2 separate regions of the Mus musculus genome follow, and region 2 is linked to region 1. The links are chromatin contacts, called in public promoter capture Hi-C maps. All regions are on one chromosome and are shown on one strand. The core of a region is the stretch at or near the end of the contact, and the rest is flanking DNA. Distances in the headings are between cores, read along the strand shown.

Region 1 (3,823 bases), core at 580-3,079:
TTAAGAAAGCCTATAAATTTATTTGAATACGTGGTTTAAGGTTAAGGATTCTCCTCAGGCCACCCACAAAACATTTGTTTGACTGCTATGCTCTTTCCCTATCCTTTCGTCCCTTTGGCCCCAAGGCTGACAAGCCACCCCCCGGGGCCTCCCATTTGTTCTCAGCTCCTCCACAGTATCCAGTCTGGGATGCTGGAGAGTGAGAGCCTGTTATCTAGGACTGCCCCTTGTCCACCCTCCACCCCCAACCCCCACCCTTCGGTGAGCTGGGATTTCATGGCTTCCCACAGCCAGACACCTACCCTGGGCCACGTGGAAAGCATGCGGCAGTCCTTCTGCATCCACCTGCCCAGAGCACCAGAACTCTGGTGGGACTCGGAGTTCCCCCCACTCCCTTTACTCTCCCACACTCATGGCCCCGCATGTCATGTGCATGGATATATAAGAACTGTAAAAGGCACACTTAAATTACTTCATAATGTATAATCACAGAGAAGTATGATACTTTCTTCATATGCTAAACAGTAAAATGCTGTTTTGTTTTTTATTGAGACATGGATGCTTTTATAACTCAATAACTCTCCCATAAAATTAGCGGTTACAGATGTGGTTATAGTCACCCAGATAAACGCCTTTCTACACACCTGTACCACATGAGACTACTAACTCTCCAGAAGTGAAAAGAACAGAAACCAGTCCTCACAATGCAAATGAATAGCAGTTTGTCTTAATTTGAGATTTCTGGGTTACTGGAGCATGTTTTTCCAGGAATAAAACTCTATAACATATAAAATCAAGGACTCCTGGATAATGTTTTAAAATGGACGTCAATAAAGACTGTTGGATTTTGTTTGTCTGCCAAGAAGACAGTGTGACACAGTGGAAAGAGAGTTAAACATGGGTTCTGAAGTCCTGACTGCTTGGTCTGTGTCAGGCAGGTACTTTCCATGTACTTACACACACTAGCTGGGCTCTTTTACACACAACAGGCTCATGGAAATAGTGTTCTTTCTTTGTAGAATTATTGTAAAGTCAATGCAATCAGCCACGTTGTGATTCCTAGTTGAATTCTATTGTCTCCCAGCTTGAGTCTGAGGATGCATTACACGTTTAGGGACACATCCGGACAGACCCGCTGGAAGCGTGCTGGCAAAGGTACTGGGACGTCCACAGTGTTCTCTTTGAAATAGAAAGCAGCTTGGAAAGCTGAAGTAGCCATCACTCCATGGCTCCTGGAGGGATGAGAGAAGCTGCCATCTCTCCCTGGAAGTTGTCTGCTAGGTTCCATCATCTGGAACATGTGTGCAAAGTATCACGACAGAAAGTGGAGCACTGCTTTTCTGATGGTCCTCAAACTTGTGTTTCACACGGGCAATGTTAGTACATGAAGACTTCACTCCTCCTGTTGTTGCGAAAGTTGAATGACTCCTGTGGACATCAAGGGACCCAGCAGGTTCTGGGTAGGAAGTTGACATATTAGCATGCTGTGGGCATTCTGGGGAGTAGGGATTCCAGAGTAGTCAGCAGGAACTGAAAGATACCGGATCTTATGTGACTGAAAGTGGGAAGACCACGTTGATCATTGCCATTGCGTGATGACACCTGTGTCTGTGTGCCGGTGATGCATAGAAAACACAAAAGCACTTGCCTATGTCATATGACCAGTCAATTTACGTTTACTCAAGAAAGTCATTTTTTTACTCTTGAGAACTAAAAACTTCTGTGAAATAGGATGTGAAATTCAAATGATGTTGCCACATGGGCCCTTTTTCCTTTTCTCAAACATAAAAAGGGATGTGAAAAACTTCTCTGAAACACATGCTCAACATACCATGAGGGTTTTTTAAAACAGTAGAAATACTTCCTCTCCTCACTGAGTCTCTGAGCCTGACACAGGCCTGCCATGATATATAAGTGCAATATTAACTTTTAAAATTGACGCACAGGCATGTCTCCAAGACTCTTAGAGGCAGATTTGAAAAATAATTTCCAACTGTTTCTTTCTGGTTTTGTTTTCTTCTTCTGTGACAGTGTAGTATGAGTCCCTTGAGTTCAACCATCCCTGCTCCTCCCACTTACCTAGTTATGAGACTGCACTGTTTTACTTATCTGTAACATGTTACAGGATGAAGTTAGATAACCTGTAAGTAAGTGCCACCAAGCAAAACACCTCTGGCATTATCAGGAGATTGATAGCTTTCCAGCCTCTGGGTCCCATGCCTCAACACCTTTCAAATACACCTTTCTATTCCCGGTATCCAAAGTCAGGATGGCAAGCCAATTAAGGAACCCCTTTTTGGTCTTCCCTCTGCTCTAGCAAGTTATTCTAGGGCCTGTTTTCTTGCCTATAAAAGGGGGGTTATGGTACCTCTTAAAGTTATTTTCATGGAAGTTAAATGGTTTAAGTACAAGAATGCTCAAAAGAGTAACTGCTTTGCACTGAAAGTGTAAGCACTTAATCACGATTCTCTACGTGGGAACGTCTTCTCAGTCCTGGATCTGCAGGACACAGGAACAGTACCTGGGACACGTAAGTACAAAGCAAATATTTGTAAGGAATGATTAAGTGCAGAAGCATGCTGTTTCCCTTTGCTTGACCTAAATGATCCCTTTAGAGACTGTGGGACCTGTGTGGGTGTACACAGGACAAGTGTTTAGAAACTACTCTCAATGGAAATCAAGAAACTTCCCCTGGCTTCTCGTAACCCACACTGTATTTTCCATGACCCATTATCACATGCTTTCACAGTGAATATAACCTGCCCCATCTTGTACCAGGTACAGATCTTAACTAGATTCTTGAACGCTTGTGTGCATGCCAGCACGCCTCTGTGCTGCCTCTGTCCAGGCTGCTGGGAGTGTAGTGTCACTCCTATAGCCCTGCATCAGGATGCAACAAATAGGTCTCTGGAGTGCCTCATTTTCCACAGATCTTGTGAGTAGATAACTGTATCAGAATGATTTGTCTTTTATAGACACCGTTCAATATTTTCCTTTCCCCTAACAATATTTTAAGTGGCAGAGTTAAGTTAAGTGCTACTAGAGTGTGATACATGTCCTGATGACACTCTTGGTGACCTGGAAGTCATTCTAACAGTTTTCAGTGCACAATTGTACATAATGCATTGGGTAGCTCAGGCTCAGTGTGATTATCCTACTGTGAAATCAAAAGTGGCCTCAACATATTCTCTCTGTGTTGCTCTTAACTTTCTCCCATGAAGCTCTACATGACATGAGTCATGTTGTTTTCCTCCTGTGATGTTTTACATGCAAACCCTGGGTACTTAATCCCAAGCCAATGACTCTTGAAAGTCTTCAATGCACTATGACTTGAGAAGAGAACTCTGGGAAGCGTCCTGTGCTGCTTTTACTAAAACACACCAAAGGTAACCTATTTTCCTTAGCTTCAGTGTCCTGCTTTATCTTCTTCTCTCCCTATGTTGAGCCAGCCAAATGTTGGTCATGAGAAGTATGAGGAGCTGCTGGTGTGAAAATAGACCAGCATCTGGGAAGATGTAAGACAAACTTGCTACACATGTATAGAGACTTGGAGTTCTGCATTTGACATTCTATTCCACCTCTCCCTGAAGCTAAACTTGGGAAGACAATTACTTGGGGAAACAACTCCCTAATTTTAGAACAGTTATATTTTTGAATATGGAATTAGTTGCTCTCAGTACTTTGATCATTCCATACTACATTTATGAAGAACTCTTTTGAGGCTTACTGAATAGATTTTCTAGTTCTCATCTTACCAACCAAACAGGCCCTGTGTGATTTGAGCGTGAGCCTCACATTCCATCCCCATAATTAAATACTGAGA
Region 2 (3,823 bases), core at 422-2,921, 330 kb after region 1:
TCAAGAACGGATAGGAATTTACAATATAGCAATGTGGTAAGCATGCCTCACACCGCACAGGTGAACTTAATATGAAACTTGACATGGATTTCCAGTGACAGGAGCTGTTTCGCCACCATGTATTCTAGAATTTTTCTGCCAAGTGTACCATTTGTGAGCATGTTGACTGGATTCCCAGGAACTAGCCAGAAAAATATATACACCATCGGTGCCTATGTCAAAGCTTTGCCATCATTTTCAGACACACACCAGAAAAAAAAAAAAAAGGTAAAATGACCCGTGACCTGGTGTCTCTGCTTGTCAACCACAAGCGGCCTCTCTTGTCCATAGATGTAACCTAAGCTGGCCCAGATGGCCTGGCTCTGCTAATGCAGGGAAACTGGGTTTGTTTTCAGGGTGGGTGCTGCAAGCACCAGATGTATTTATAGAAGAGAACAAGTCTCCGATGGAATGAGATGACCGAAAGGAAGTTTCTTCCACGCAGGAGAGGCAGCTTGTGGAAAGGTCTAGATTCCACAGCTTGGTTCCAGTCCAGACTCTCCAACTACCAGTTATGAAAACTTAGTAAAGCCTTTTTTGGTCTTTACCGTTATAAAATTTAGACAACTGCGCTTGCCACAGATAGATAACAAATTGACAAATGAAAAGGCTGGGGTGGTGAAGGTTTTCAATAAACATCACCTCAACTTCCTGCTGTCCAGCCACAATTATGCCTCAAAAAAAAAAAAAATCAAACTGAGTTTTCCATGTTAAAGCTGGAAGGCATATGCTGATACGTAGGGAGGAAAAAATAAATAAAAAAATAAAAACGACTTGGGTGGAGGACTATATACTGAAGGACTTCGCCAAAAATGGAGCTAGAATATTGATAAAGGGGAAGGAAGATGGCATGGGAAAAGCATCAGGCGAATACCTCACGGGCAGAAACATCAACAAAGAGACTTTATGTAAGCACGAAACAAACTTCGGAAGCCACGGATATCCTGTGAACCTGCTCTATGGCCTCCATTCAAAAGGCAGCTTTTAGAGCTGTGCCAGAAGCGCGCCATCCACAGGCCGCCTGGTCCATCCCAGGCCCCACTATCCCGCAAACCTGTCCCCTAAGCCCGGGCTGCTCTCCAGCCTCCGAACCTCCAGATGGGATGGCCAGCCGAAAGCGTGCGGCTAGAGGGATTGAGATGGAAACCTGGGGATGGATGAAAGAATGGGGAGAGTGGGAAGGAACGCGAAAGTGAAGGGCTGCAGAGAGCAGGGCGAGGGGCGAGCGCCACAATGAAGGACGGGCGGAGACTGCGACAAGCAGGCTCGGGGTCCCGGGCGGGGGCTGCAGGCGAAACTGGGGCGTGGGAAGCCCGCAAGGGGCGCGGGATGGGGCGCAGGCGAATACTCAGGCGGGGAGGAGGCCGACGGCCCCCGCAGGTGCCACCGGGCGCGGGCTACTCACGGTATACAGCAGGTTGAGCGCGCACAGGCAGTTCTTGGAGCACGAGAAGCCCCCGCACACCATCGTGGCGCGTGGGCTAGCGGGTGCCTGCGGGTCGAGGCGTCTTCCGCCGGGCTGGGCGAGTAGCTTCTGGATCCTGGCCTCCTGAGCCTGTGGCCCGGGCTAGGCTCGGGGCTCGGGTTCGGGGTTCAGGATCAGGGCTGCAGTGCCGCGCCCGCAGCGGCTCCCACCCGCTCTGCAACCTGCGGCCGCAGCGGATCCGCCGATCGCGCGCCCCGCCCCGCCGCCTCGTCTCGCCCTGCACTCTGATTGGCCACTGCTAGGGAACAAAGGTAGAGATATGCAAATCAATGCGCTCTGGGGTCCGGGAGAGGCGGGGCAGCTCAGCGGAGGAGAAGGAGGAGGAGGAGGAGGGGGCCCCGAGACTGTCTGGAGGGAGCCGGCCTCTGGCTCACGAGACTGTGGCCTCTGTATAATTTCCCCCCTCCCAGGTGAACAGCAGAGGGCGGGGCTCCACGCTGGCAGGAGAAATGACAGCACCTCTCTCCATTCTTGCCCTGTGGGTGACGTGGCACCATTTTGAATGAGATGATAAAACAAATCGAAGCACCTGGCCTCGTTTGAATGAAAGAAAGACGACAAGAATGAAAGATTTACAGAGAACAGGGAAGGGGGCAATGAAAGGAAAAACATCAGTGAAAGACTAAAAAGAGCAAATAAAAACTAATTTCTCTCGACATAGGTAAGAAAGGTAACCTGTAATTGTGACAGATTTCAGATCAAGAGGACTTAATCTACAGGGATTTTTGAAATACTAATAAACCTTATGAATACATATGTGCAAAATAAATCAGGAGTCTTTATTCTTGTAGTGGGATCCTGGGTTTTAGGGGCCTATTTTTGCATAAATACAAGCTAGGAAGCCTTTCGATAACAGATTCAATTAATTTATCATCACTTTTGTTTGCTGCATCTTCATCCTGATTCCTAACCTCTAACTAGATTATTAGAAGTATATCATGCACTATTTGACAGACCCCCTTGCATAGAATAAAGTGTCCTATCAGATGCACCAGTGCGCCTGATGGTTTTAAGGCACTCACTACTGGGTTCCAACTGTTAAGCGGCAGTAAAGGCTTGGTATTTTCTATTTGGTATTTTCTATCAAAAGAAATTCTACCAATAGGTTTTATAAAGAGATTTTTAAGGGCCTTAAGAGTTGGCTCAGCTGTTATGGCACTTATTGCTTTTACAGAGGACCCCAACACCCAAATGGCACTCACAACACCTGTCTCTCCAGTCCTGGGGATCCAGTGCCCTCCTCTGACCTTAGTGGGCATCAAGCATGCACATGGTACACACATGCAGGCAAAACACTCGTAAAATAGTAAAATAGATCTTTTAAAAAGCGATTTTCAAATTTACTGTACATTTTGAGCCTAAAACTTCTCACGGTTAGGTGAATGTATGTCAAAAAACAAAAACAAAACAAAACAAAAAAAAAACCCAAAAAAAACAAACATAAAAATCATTGACTTAAACAAGTTAATTAAATACCTTCTCTTCAAATACTCCAGCCTATTTGTACTTCCTTTAGAACTCACCATGCAAATAAACACTCATGGATTTTACGTCTCTTGCAATCCTTATCAATCTTGTATGTATTCCCAGAAACATTTTTAAAAATTAGTATGGGAAATAACTCTGCACTCCAAACTATACTGCTCTACTTTTCTTTTTAAAATCCAGAATTTTAATACTTACATGGTGGTGCACGTCTTAAATTTCAGTACTCTGGAGGCAGAGGCAAGCAGATCTCTGTGAGTTTCAGGTCAGTCAACACTGCATAGGGAGACTCTGTTTTAAACTATATAAATAAAACTAAACTAAGCAGTTTACAAAGAAGTGTCAACAAGAAAATCTGAGACTCCAACACCAATATCCTATCCAAATAAAGCGTAAGCAGTTTTCAGGGTGGAAGTAACTACTTCAGTCTCAAGCTTTTCTTTTCTACATACTTCGTGTATTTTAAACATTCTGAAAGATTTGGGTGGGCAAGAGAATTGTATTTGGAAGTCAAGCTTGATAGCATATAGCTATAATCTCAACCCTGGGAAAGCAGAGGCAGGAGAATTATGAGTTGAAGACTAGCCTAGATGGAATAACAGAATCTATCTAAGAAAGAAAGAAAGAAAGAAAGAAAGAAAGAAAGAAAGAAAGAAAGAGAAAGAAAGAGAAAGAAAGAAAGAAAGAAAGAAAGAAAGAAAGAAAGAAAGAGAAAGAAAGAAAGAAAGAAAGAGAAAGAAAGAAAGAAAGAAAGAAAGAAAGAAAGAAAGAAAGAAAGAAAGGAAGAAAGGAAGAAAGGAAGACAGGATCGGA

The links. Promoter capture Hi-C pulls out the DNA fragments that hold promoters and counts their contacts.
Region 2: a promoter capture Hi-C map of neutrophils shows a contact between it and region 1, with 2.9 times the contacts expected there. The contact joins the promoter of Tspan13 here to the enhancer-like site in region 1. A contact is called at or near these places in 4 of 39 promoter capture datasets (liver, neutrophils and pre-B cells) and 1 of 115 datasets of contacts at active chromatin or transcription factors (bone marrow-derived macrophages).

What each region holds. Positions count from the first base shown.
Region 1 is chr12:35,710,167-35,713,989 of GRCm38.p6, forward strand. No RefSeq gene overlaps it. Among named protein-coding and RNA genes, the nearest start is that of 9130015A21Rik, 17 kb to the left of the region's middle. Within about 2 kb of position 1,830, at least 78 of the 459 cell types and tissues checked have an H3K27ac peak or open chromatin away from gene starts, as enhancers often do. A contact at or near this core is called in bone marrow-derived macrophages and neutrophils, where this site is marked.
Region 2 is chr12:36,040,807-36,044,629 of GRCm38.p6, forward strand. It overlaps Tspan13 (tetraspanin 13), which reads right to left and starts at 1,672. Exons shown (of 6, transcript NM_025359.3): 1 at 1,445-1,672. The coding sequence starts at 1,507.